Linked DNA regions of Mus musculus: region 1 is linked to region 2. The links are chromatin contacts, called in public Hi-C maps. All regions are on one chromosome and are shown on one strand. Each heading gives the region's core, a stretch centred on a gene start, on an enhancer-like site or on the middle of the called end of the contact. The rest is flanking DNA. Distances are from core to core; before and after follow the strand shown. Region 1 has its middle 43 kb from the start of Gm52888. Region 2 overlaps Dync1i1 (dynein cytoplasmic 1 intermediate chain 1).

What was found. Hi-C and Micro-C count contacts between places; a contact is called where the count stands out from the background.
Region 1: a Hi-C map of uterus shows a contact between it and region 2, with 4 times the contacts expected there. The contact joins two enhancer-like sites. A contact is called at or near these places in 2 of 484 Hi-C or Micro-C datasets (both in uterus) and 2 of 9 other capture datasets (embryonic tail and embryonic trunk).

What each region holds. Positions count from the first base shown.
Region 1 is chr6:6,430,440-6,435,419 of GRCm38.p6, forward strand. No RefSeq gene overlaps it. Among named protein-coding and RNA genes, the nearest start is that of Gm52888, 43 kb to the left of the region's middle. Within about 2 kb of position 2,927, at least 7 of the 459 cell types and tissues checked have an H3K27ac peak or open chromatin away from gene starts, as enhancers often do. A contact at or near this core is called in uterus, where this site is marked.
Region 2 is chr6:6,015,153-6,020,446 of GRCm38.p6, forward strand. The region is part of intron 16 of Dync1i1 (dynein cytoplasmic 1 intermediate chain 1); the gene reads left to right. Among named protein-coding and RNA genes, the nearest start is that of 1700019G24Rik, 40 kb to the left of the region's middle. Within about 2 kb of position 1,954, at least 4 of the 459 cell types and tissues checked have an H3K27ac peak or open chromatin away from gene starts, as enhancers often do. A contact at or near this core is called in uterus, where this site is marked.

The DNA.
Region 1 (4,980 bases), core at 1,677-4,176, 420 kb after region 2:
GTCATGGTCAGGGTGCCATAGCAGTAGAAGTCCTATCTCCAAGACATGTATAAAGGAGTTTTCATCTCAACTAAGAGGGCTAAAACCCCCAAAGTTCTAAAAACAATAGGGGTAGCCAACATAAGTTAAATGGTGCAAGCTACACAAACAAGCTTGACATCAAACTCATAAATCACAGCTCGAGTTCGCTGTGAGCTAATAGTGGGACAAGGCAATGTTGATGCTATATGGTAAGTGCTGTATGGTCAGAAGCTAAGCCTATAGAAGCACATGGTATTAAAAACAATGGTTCAAAATACACAACCATGAGACAGCCAATGCAGCAACAGACAGAAGGTCCTGCCCAAACACAGACACAAAGTGACAGCAACATGGCTGCACCTGCAAAAGTTGCTTTGGGGATAATTGGGCAGAACAGAGATGAAAAGCAATTTTGAATAGGGATACAAAAAGATGTGTTTCTTCAGCTAAGGATGCGATCAAATTTATAGTCATGAAAACTAAAGACTGAGGTGTAAATTCAACCAGGAAGACAACACTATATGTAAGCATTATAATACCCTAATGAGAGAAGTTGAAGACAACACACAAAAAAATGGGGAAAGACAGTATATCGTGGACCTAAAGGATCACTGCTGTGACAATGGCTGCCCCCGCCCTCCCCCCCCCCCCCAGGAAGATCTTCATGTTCAGGGTGATGTGAATCAAAACATGACTGGCCTTGCTTGTTTATTTCTTGAGGTATGGGTTGGTCTCAGGAAGTTCAGACCAGCCTTGGAATCACTGTGTAGCTGACAGTGACATTGAACTCCCAGACCACCTGCTTCTACCTCCAGAGTATGGGGACTACAGTTATACACCACCAAAATTAGCTTACCAATGATATTTTTAATATAAATGCAAATTCCACCTCTTTAGTTCCTGTTAGCCATAAAATGCCCTCAATGTTGAAAACTCTCTATGTAAACAGAAAAAAATGGAGGTAGCATACTTCCTGGTTTCACATCATAAAGTGATAAGGATCAAAAGAACATGGCATTGTCCTAAGAGCTGACACATTTACCAGTAACGTACAGTAGAATGCTGAGAAATAAATCCATGCCTTCACAGTCAATTGGGTTTTTGACAAAGGCACAATAATATAATGCTGAAAGAGTGGTCTCTCCAACATGGGTGTGGAGCTGGGATATGCGGGTGCATACTTACCAGGTGGCACTTGAGAGACAACGGCAAGGTGATCATGAATTCTAGGTCAGCCTGAACTATATAGTGAGATCCTGAAAGAATAACAAAAGAAAATGAAAACACAGGCAAGAGAGAAGCAGGACTGGATGAGCTGCACCATATCACACTAAAAAGCTGCGGGCAACTAAGGGTTCTGTCAAGTGAAGAGATGACAACAGATATAAGAAAATACCAACAGACCACACATCTAATAGAGGGTGAACATTTGGCTGGGCATAGTGGCACACTCCTTTAATCCCAGAACTTGGGAGGCAGAGTCAGGTTGATTTTTGAGTTCGAGGTCAGCCTGGTCTACAAAGTGAGTTCCAGGACAGCCAAGGCTACACAGAGAAACCCTATCTTGAAAAACCAAAAACCAAATAAATAAATAAGTAAATAAGTAAATAAATAAGTAAGTAAGTAAATAAATAAATAAATAAAATAGAGGGTGAATGTTTAAAAAAAACTCTGCCTGTCATTAGAGAAAGGGAGATTGCAATAATGAGATCTCACCTTTATAACCATAAGGGTGGCTTTCATATTTAAGGAAAGGAGTGGTGGAAAGTGCTAGGGAGGGTACAGAGGAAATGAACTTATTCATCTTCCGTGCAGTTGTAAATTACTACGGGAATTATAGAAAACAGTAAGGAGGCTTCCCAGAAGGGACCTTCAAATGGCTTAGAATTGCCCTTCTAGCTAACACACACACACACACACACACACACACATACACACACACACACACTTGCACACACACCTGAAGTCAATACAATATCCATCCTCACATTCATTGCAAAATTATTCACAATAGCAAAGGTATGAAATCCCCTAAAATATTTGTCAATGATTTTTTAAAAAATGTAACATGCATCGTGTCTTACACACAGTGGAATAATAGTCAGCCTTTAAAAAGCAGGAAATTTGAAGCCAATGACATTATGCCAAGTGACACAGGCAGGTACAATGCCTAAATATTGCACAGTCTTACTTCCTTGTGGACTTTCATACATTTGAAGAGACCAAATTGGAAGTGTCCGGGAGGGAGGAAATGGCAAGTTACTGATCAAGGCAAGAAAATTCCAGAAGCGCCAGAGAAATGGGTTTTGAAAGATTTCAGAGCAGGGCCACTATAGACAATAACTATAAATTATATATTTCAAAAGGGAGAGCAAATTAAAAATTCTCACTATAGAAAAATGATAGGTGAGATGATCGATATGTTAATTACCTTGATTTAATCATACTACATTGTTTACATATATCAAAACATGACATTGTATCCCATAAATGTATGCAATTATAATTTGTCAATCAAAAGTATTAATTTAAAAAAAAAACCCGAAGTAAGATGCTCATATCTCAGGGACTTGATGTTAAAAATACCTGCAAACAATACATAGCTCTATAATTGAGGAAAGCTAAATACAGCAATTCGCCCAGATTCATGTGTAATTCTTTAGCATACCTGAGTGACTTTAGAATAGCTAAGTACTGTATTACCAAGCACTTGATAATGGCAAATGCAATTACTAACTGAAGTGCTCTAATATTTTCTGAACTGCATTTACGACTGTGGCTGCAAAAATGGTTTATGATTCCAGTCATAAAGAATGGATTTTAGTCTTTGCCCTCTTCAGATGGACACATTCGTGGGCTGTCAATTCATGTTTATGGTAATGTATTAACTATGATGTTGCAGCACACACTGGTGAAAATGAAGTAAGAACGAGCTTTTACTAGCTTGCTCACTTTGCTCTCCTATGTAACCCCAGATTGCCTGCCCGAGAGTTGGCACCACTCACAGTGGCGGGGCCTTCTCAAGCCAGTCATAGTCAAGAAAATATACCACAGACCTGCCAACAGGCCGATCAGATAGGGGCAGTTTTTCAATTCCTGTTTCCTTAACCACCCCCCCAAAAAAAAACATGCATCAAGTTGACAAAAACTTAAGCAACAAACATAGGAAAGCAAGTTTCTTCCTGTACTGAAGTGAGAGGGAAAGAATAAAGACAAGCATTGGTGTTCATTAAGTAACAGTGATTCTTTAATCCCAGCACTCAGGAAACAGAGGCAGGAAGAGGTCTGAGTTTGAGACCAGCCTGGTCTACAGAGGGAGTTCTAGGACAGCCAGGGCTACGCAGAGAAACCTTGTCTCAAAAACCAGACGAAACAACCACAAAGCAAATTAAATGTATATTAGATTTTGTATGTCCCAGTCACCCTTCCCTGCCCTCTCCAAGAGAACAGTCACCAAGATGAACACAGACTTACAGACATTTATTAAGGGAATACAAAGATTAAAAATAGTACGAATGGACAGGTAGGACCTTTGGAAGCACTCAGACCTGCCACAGGTGAAGCCAGGAAGGTCTCTGATCACAGCATATCCCTGGGAAAGTTTTGGCCACATTTTCCTGAAGTTCCTGAGCAGAGCGGATTGAATGCTTTTACCTCTGCTCTGCCCCATATACCCGAGACCTGTGACTGTATCATTATTTGGAAAAAAAGTCTCTGCATATTCAATCTAAGGTCTTAGGATCAAATAATTTTGGATCATCTACATGGGTTCTAAATCAAATGACATCTATCTTTGTACTAGGGAGCACACAAGCACACACATACACACACACACACAGGCAGAAGGAACATATGAAGACAATTATACAAATATAAATTAAGGATCAACAAAGACTGCTGGCAGGCACCAGCAAACTAGACAAAAAACATACACTTTTCCCTCAGAGACTTGGGATGAAGCCATGAATTTCAAGTTCACACTCTTGGTCTCAGAGTTGTGAGCATATTCGCCCATTGTTTCAACCCACCCTGTTTGTGGCCATATGCTTTGGCAGCCACAAGAACCAAGCTGAAAACGAGAAGCTGCATTTTTTTTGAGTCTTGTATCCCACAGGATGGGCCAACACCAAGCCTCTGCATCCTTCAGTCTCTCTCGAGGGAGCCTTGGCTTCTTTGTTACTTGACAGTGGTACCCGAAGGGGTCTGAGCAGATGATGCACTATGGCTGCCACACTGAGCCATCAGAGAAGCAGAGAGCAGAGAACAGGCTTTGCTGGTCAGAAGCTTGGTTGGTAAGTGATAGATGTCGCTCAGATGGGAAGATCAGCATAGAATATAATGAAGCAAAGTCACTAGTGTGTGAGCAGCATCAGGGAAATGCAAAACTATCTAAAGTTCTGCCTGAGATGAGTTTAATGAAACAAGGCTTCTTACATGAACTTGTGGTCCAGGCAGATCAGTGTCTAGGAAGGAGGATGGAGGAGAGACAGGCACAGAGCCCAGCACCAGCGGCAAACTTATGGGGGTGGAGACTTTGACCTAGTTGCTTCTTGAGGAATTGTCTACAAAGAATGAAATAAATCAAAGGAGGGAGTCAACAAGGAAGGCAGTGACTGTAAAGGAAAACCAACATAAATACTCAGCAGGCAGACTCAGAACTTCTTCCGAAGACCACAGAGTATTGTTTTAAAAATGCGTCTCTTGAGTAACCCCAGACCTGTGCTATGATTCACATGGCAAGACTCCAGGAACCCTGGTCTGCTGAGATGAAAAGATTTTACTAAGATTGAAAAAACAAACACAAAAACAAAAACAAACTGCTTCATTGCACAGATTTTTAAAAAGACATGTTATTTGTAGTTTGTAGACCTTCATGATACTATTCATTGACTAATATTGGCTTAAACTCTGGCTTAGATCCTTATCTGTTAAGGGAGATGATAAAATCTGTCAGTTTTG
Region 2 (5,294 bases), core at 704-3,203:
CGCAGTTAAGGATGCTTGCTGCTCTTCCAGAGGACCCAAGTTCAGGGCTGAGCACCGGCATCAGACTTTTCACAACTTCATGGAACTCTAGAGGATCTGACACCCTCCCGGGCCTCTTAGAGCAACTGCACACACGCACGCGCACACACACGGACACACACACAGACAGACAGACACACACCCAGAGACACACAGACACACACACCTCTAAATAAAAGAAAAATAGATCCATTTTTAAAAATGAGCCTAGCCTTTGACAACCTTTTGAGAAATGTCTACAAGATGCATGACGCTCGCACTGTGGGGTCTCATTCAATTAATTAGAACATGAGAGAAATAACAAGCCACAAATTAAGCCTAACTATAACCTCAGATGGATTTAGATCAGAATACATTCACAGAAGAACTCTGTTGAGAACTGCTGGTGTTTGTGTGTTTGTTGTTTGTTTGCTTCAAGTGATGTGTGAATGCACATACCTCAAAGACTTAAAACTAGAAATTACTTAGCTACCGTGTTCCTTTTCTGACAAGCAAGCTGTTTCTGCATGTATACACAACGGGTTTCTCACTGCGCATGCGCCTTGTGTCTAGAGGTATTGCCGAGTCCTCGTGATTGATAGTCAGCCTATCTACCTGTCTTTCTTGGAGATGTGTTTTATGGAAAGCCCGTTGTCATTGTTAAAGCTTCACTGCAGTCACACGGACGCGGCTGTCATAAATATCCCCTAACGACTACGTTGGTTGCTTATCTGAATTAGTCAGGACGCTGTGCGAAGCTCTGCTTCTCAAAGAAGCAGATTATCTTCCACCTCCTATTATTTCTTTTTCCATTAACCTCTTCCAGGGGAGATTTCGTTTGCAGTTCTGATAAATACCTGCAGCTTTCAGATCCCTGATTACATTTTTTTACACTGTACACGTGACAAAATTTCAAAACCGTTTTCAGCTTAAAGGAGGATTTGCAAAATAAAATTATTACCTAGAAACCGTGACTTATGAGGACGGTAAATATTAACACACTGACTGTGTTTGTCTGACCCACTGAGCAATTAGTAAGTAGAAATATGCATATGTCTTTAAATTGAAACTCTTAACTTTGGGAACACAAATAACTCATTTGGTATTACCACTCACGAGCCAGAATGACAGCAGTTATATCACTACAATTCAATGAATGCAGTACATTTGTCAACATATAAATGCATTGAATAGTTCTTGGGATGGAAAACACAGGTGAACATGTTACAACAAATGTTATAGCTAAAAAATAAAAAATAAAAATAAAATGTGATTTTAAATTAAGTATCTGTTTGAAGATTTTTAAAATGGAAGTAAAAAAGTAGATTCAAAAGTTTAATCAGAATCCAAAAAGAAAAATGACCCATGCTATAAACTTTAAAACAGTGACCAAGATGTTACTTGTAAGAACTATTAAAAAAAATACCTCTAGGGCGTGGGATATAACTCAGTGGCTAAGAGCTTAGACAGAAACAAAACAAAACAAAAATATTGTTTTTCAACTTTTGCGCAGCCAGCAAGAATAGGAATAAACAGAAATTTCCAGGAGTCATTTCTCCTCCAGTTTGTCCTAAATAGCATTCAGTAGAGAAAAATCTGGGAATGCTAGAAGTCGGAGGGGGCCTGAGTGGCACAAAATCAACAAAGCATATTTATAGATTTTTTCCTCCAGTGGATTATACGAAGCAGTAATTGTTTGCTCTTCACAGTTTCCAGCAGGACAGGGTATACATTATTCTCAAAAGCAGCCTGGGTCTTTGTATGAATAACTGCTCTCCTTGGGAATTGGGTAGACAGAATGACAAGTAGAAAGTTAAACTGAAGCCTGGGTATTAAGTCAAACAAGAGTTCCCTCGCGACCAAACTGTGTAGGAAGGTAGCCGTGCGGTTGCTCTCGCCCTCAGCTCAAGAACATAGGTGACAGCTCAGCTTTAGCAGTTTCCAGGAGCAGGGCCGGGCTAGTGTCACTTAGCAACATCTGGTTGTGACCATCCAAGGCGCTGGTGTTTCTCATTAAGAAAGTGTGCCTGCAACTTGCTAGAGTCTCGACGGGCCATGGCAAGGACTGCTTTCTTTGATGGAGAAACAATTTTAGATTCTCCAGCTGATGCTGTACAATTCTTTGGGTTTCCCCTTCTCAGTGAGAGAGTTGAAGACAGGGACTGTTTCTTCCATGGTACCAAGCGCCCAGATAAAAGCTGACAATCTAAACCCAAAGCTCTGTCTATGGTGTCTATGCATTTGATAACGCAAACACTGGATTTGTGGTTGTGCTTTTTAGATTTCTCACACATTCTTAGGGTGAGAGCCAGGCATTGAACTCAAAGTACACAAAATCATATTTGTATGGGAAATGGTGATAGTAATAAACATCATTGTAGGAAAACAGCCAATCTGAATTAGTATATTAACTCACTTTTCAGTCATAGTAAGTTACATGCATTTAAAATGATTGGAGTAAAATAATGTATAATTATAATTTTAGTGTTAACTTGATTTCTCCTGTGCAAAGTGCATAATTTTTAAAAGAAAGGAAAAGGCACTATGAATTCCAATAAAATTACTTATTTTATAGTAAGTATGGTAGCAGCCGCTTCCATTTGATAAGTATATGTGTAAAAGACCGTGATCATAATTAGATTAATTACTATATAAATTGTGTGCTTATTGAGGTAGCATTTGGTTTATGAAAATGGGTTTACAGTATTAAAATCTTTTCAAGTGCATTTTTTTTCCAAAATTGATACAAAGTACTTACAACTTTCATATTTTGTGAGTGGTTGACTAAGTGGAAAGCCCTAATGTTAAGTTTATGTAAACCATGGTAAAATGTGTCTAGTGCTTTTCAACGGCCTATGAATATATACCTCCTGAAACCGATGGCAGCTTGACATTCTCCGTCTTCAGGATCTGTCTGCCATTTCTCAGTTGTCTTTGGTGGTTGTTTGAATGCTGAAGCAATTGTCATTAGACGTTAAACGTTAAACGTTTTATGACTGACAAATTGTATGAGTTTTATAATTGTAAAGCTTTGTGTTGATTGTTTTTTGGTTGGTTGGTTTTGTGTTTTGTTTTGTTTTGATTTGTTTTTGGCGTCTTGAGGTAAAGTTTTCTTGTTTAGCTCATCTGTCCTGGATCTTGCTCTGTAGACCAGACTGGCTGCAAACTCACAGAAATCCACCTGCCTCTGTTTCCCTATGCTGGGATTAAAGGCGTGTGTCATCGCTGACACCAAAACTGTTAAATTTTGTCTCAAAAAAGTGTCAATGAGAGCAGTTAAGTCAAATCACATCCTGCAAAGCCCAGTATAAAGGTCTGCCCTGCCAGGAAGAGAGACTCTTTGGTCTGCAAAAAACCTGAGACTTTTTGGTTTGGTTTGGTTTTTTGGTGTGTGTGTGTGTCCATGTGTGTTGGCATATCTAAAATAAAATATGAAATCAAATATCTGCTTCTGTGTTTATATATAAATGCATATATATCACATAGGTTGGACTTGAAAATGAGGAAGAATAAATGACCCATTATCCCCTTGTCAAGAAAGAATTAAACGTGTATTTCCTAGAATATCAGCTATCATAACATCTTTTACCTTGGATTTTTTTTACTTGAAATAAATTAATTATGTATCATTTAAGTAATAGCCAGTCTTCTGGTATTGTAGAAAAAACCTTGTCCCTTTTCCTAGTAGGCAGGCCAAACAGATCGGGAGCCCACTCCTAGGCTGTCTTCTGGTGACAAGGTAGTCATTTCCCAGTATTTAGATTAAATCTTTTATTCTTATTGACCTTGGCACTAAGCTCTCTTGAATAGTAATTGAACACCTTCTAGTATCTAGTATCATAAAGAGTCGACTTGTCTAGCAAATATAACAGCAAAGTAGTATAACCTTTGGAGAACCGAATCTGTAGAAACACACCCAGAGATAACGTCCTCCTCTGTTAAGGCAGGCACAGCGTGCCCAACACAGTGTCTGTCATATAACAGGAATGAATGAGTCCCGGCGTGAAGTGTGACGGGAGAGTTAAGCAAAAGCTTAATTGTACAATGCGTTCAGAATGCAGCCTCCAAACCGAGTACAGTCTGGTAGCCACAGGAAGTGTGACTGTATGTGCACAGAAAAGGAGTTTTAGAAAAGACTGTTTGTCCTTCCAGTCATTACCTGGTCTTCCTCCCTCCCTCGCTTTTAGAAGAGAGAGATTGCCTTGGCGGCCAATGCAGTGAAAACCTAGTAGTTGACTCAAACACTTGTCAACCGCTAGAAAAATGCTTCCTTTTCATTGTGGTTTTTTTTTTTTTTTTTTTGGGACACTATAGATATGATAAATCATGAACTGCATTATAAAAATACTTCTTTTATGCCCAAACATTCCGTAGGAGGAAATGACATTTCTTTTATTACCTTGGTAAATGTTTTTAAGGTGTTTAGCGATAAGCTTTCTTTTTGTCAAAACTGCTTAGATTCCGTGGTTGCTAGGAATTTACTGGAAAACCTATAGTCAATAACATGCGGGAAGAGGCAGCAGCATGGTTAGTCAGCTAATGTGGGGAGAGGCTTGTCTAGGAACCCTTTCTTTTTGCCCTGCCTCTCTCTGTGTGTCTTTTGTACTATGGAAAGGGAGGTGATTGGAGTTTAGGAAGTTTATTCTCCATCATTGTCCATCAGCCATTGTTTCCAGCACTTTCTGCATCTTTCGGGCTGAGAAATGGATTGTTCCCAGTAGTAGACAAAATAATAACATCCAACAATTTCAGGAGACAGGCAGCTGATATGATTTCAATATGTGCACAAGCAAGGGCATCTCTAGGGCTTGCCGAATGAGGTCTTTCTTTCTCAGCTGTTGTTTGGTTTTGGTTTTCTCTGCAGGAAAACACCTCTGGATTTTGGTACCCTTGCTTACAGGATAAATTTTAGCATGAAGAATAATTGTAACTGTTAATTTCTCAAGACAAGTGTTTAAATTGCTTATTTCCTTCCATAGTTACTGGCTTACTGCCACTGCCAGACCCGTATCTGTTACTATTTACTTTGTCTTTTATGTCTGATTTTCGTTTCTTACCTTATTAGGTGGGAAAAAAAAATAACGTTGGTTTGAGAAACATCACCCGTTTAAAGATAGAGGAAAAAGGGCTTTGGCAAACAGGTCCAGGTTAGAAAGCAGGTGACCTCCCTAGTAATTTTAACCTATTGACTGGCTGGTAATAGCAGGCTACAGAGCAGATGTGCATGCGTCCGGCTTTCCTGACTTCTCGGAAGCTTCTTCTAAGGCTAAGTCGTC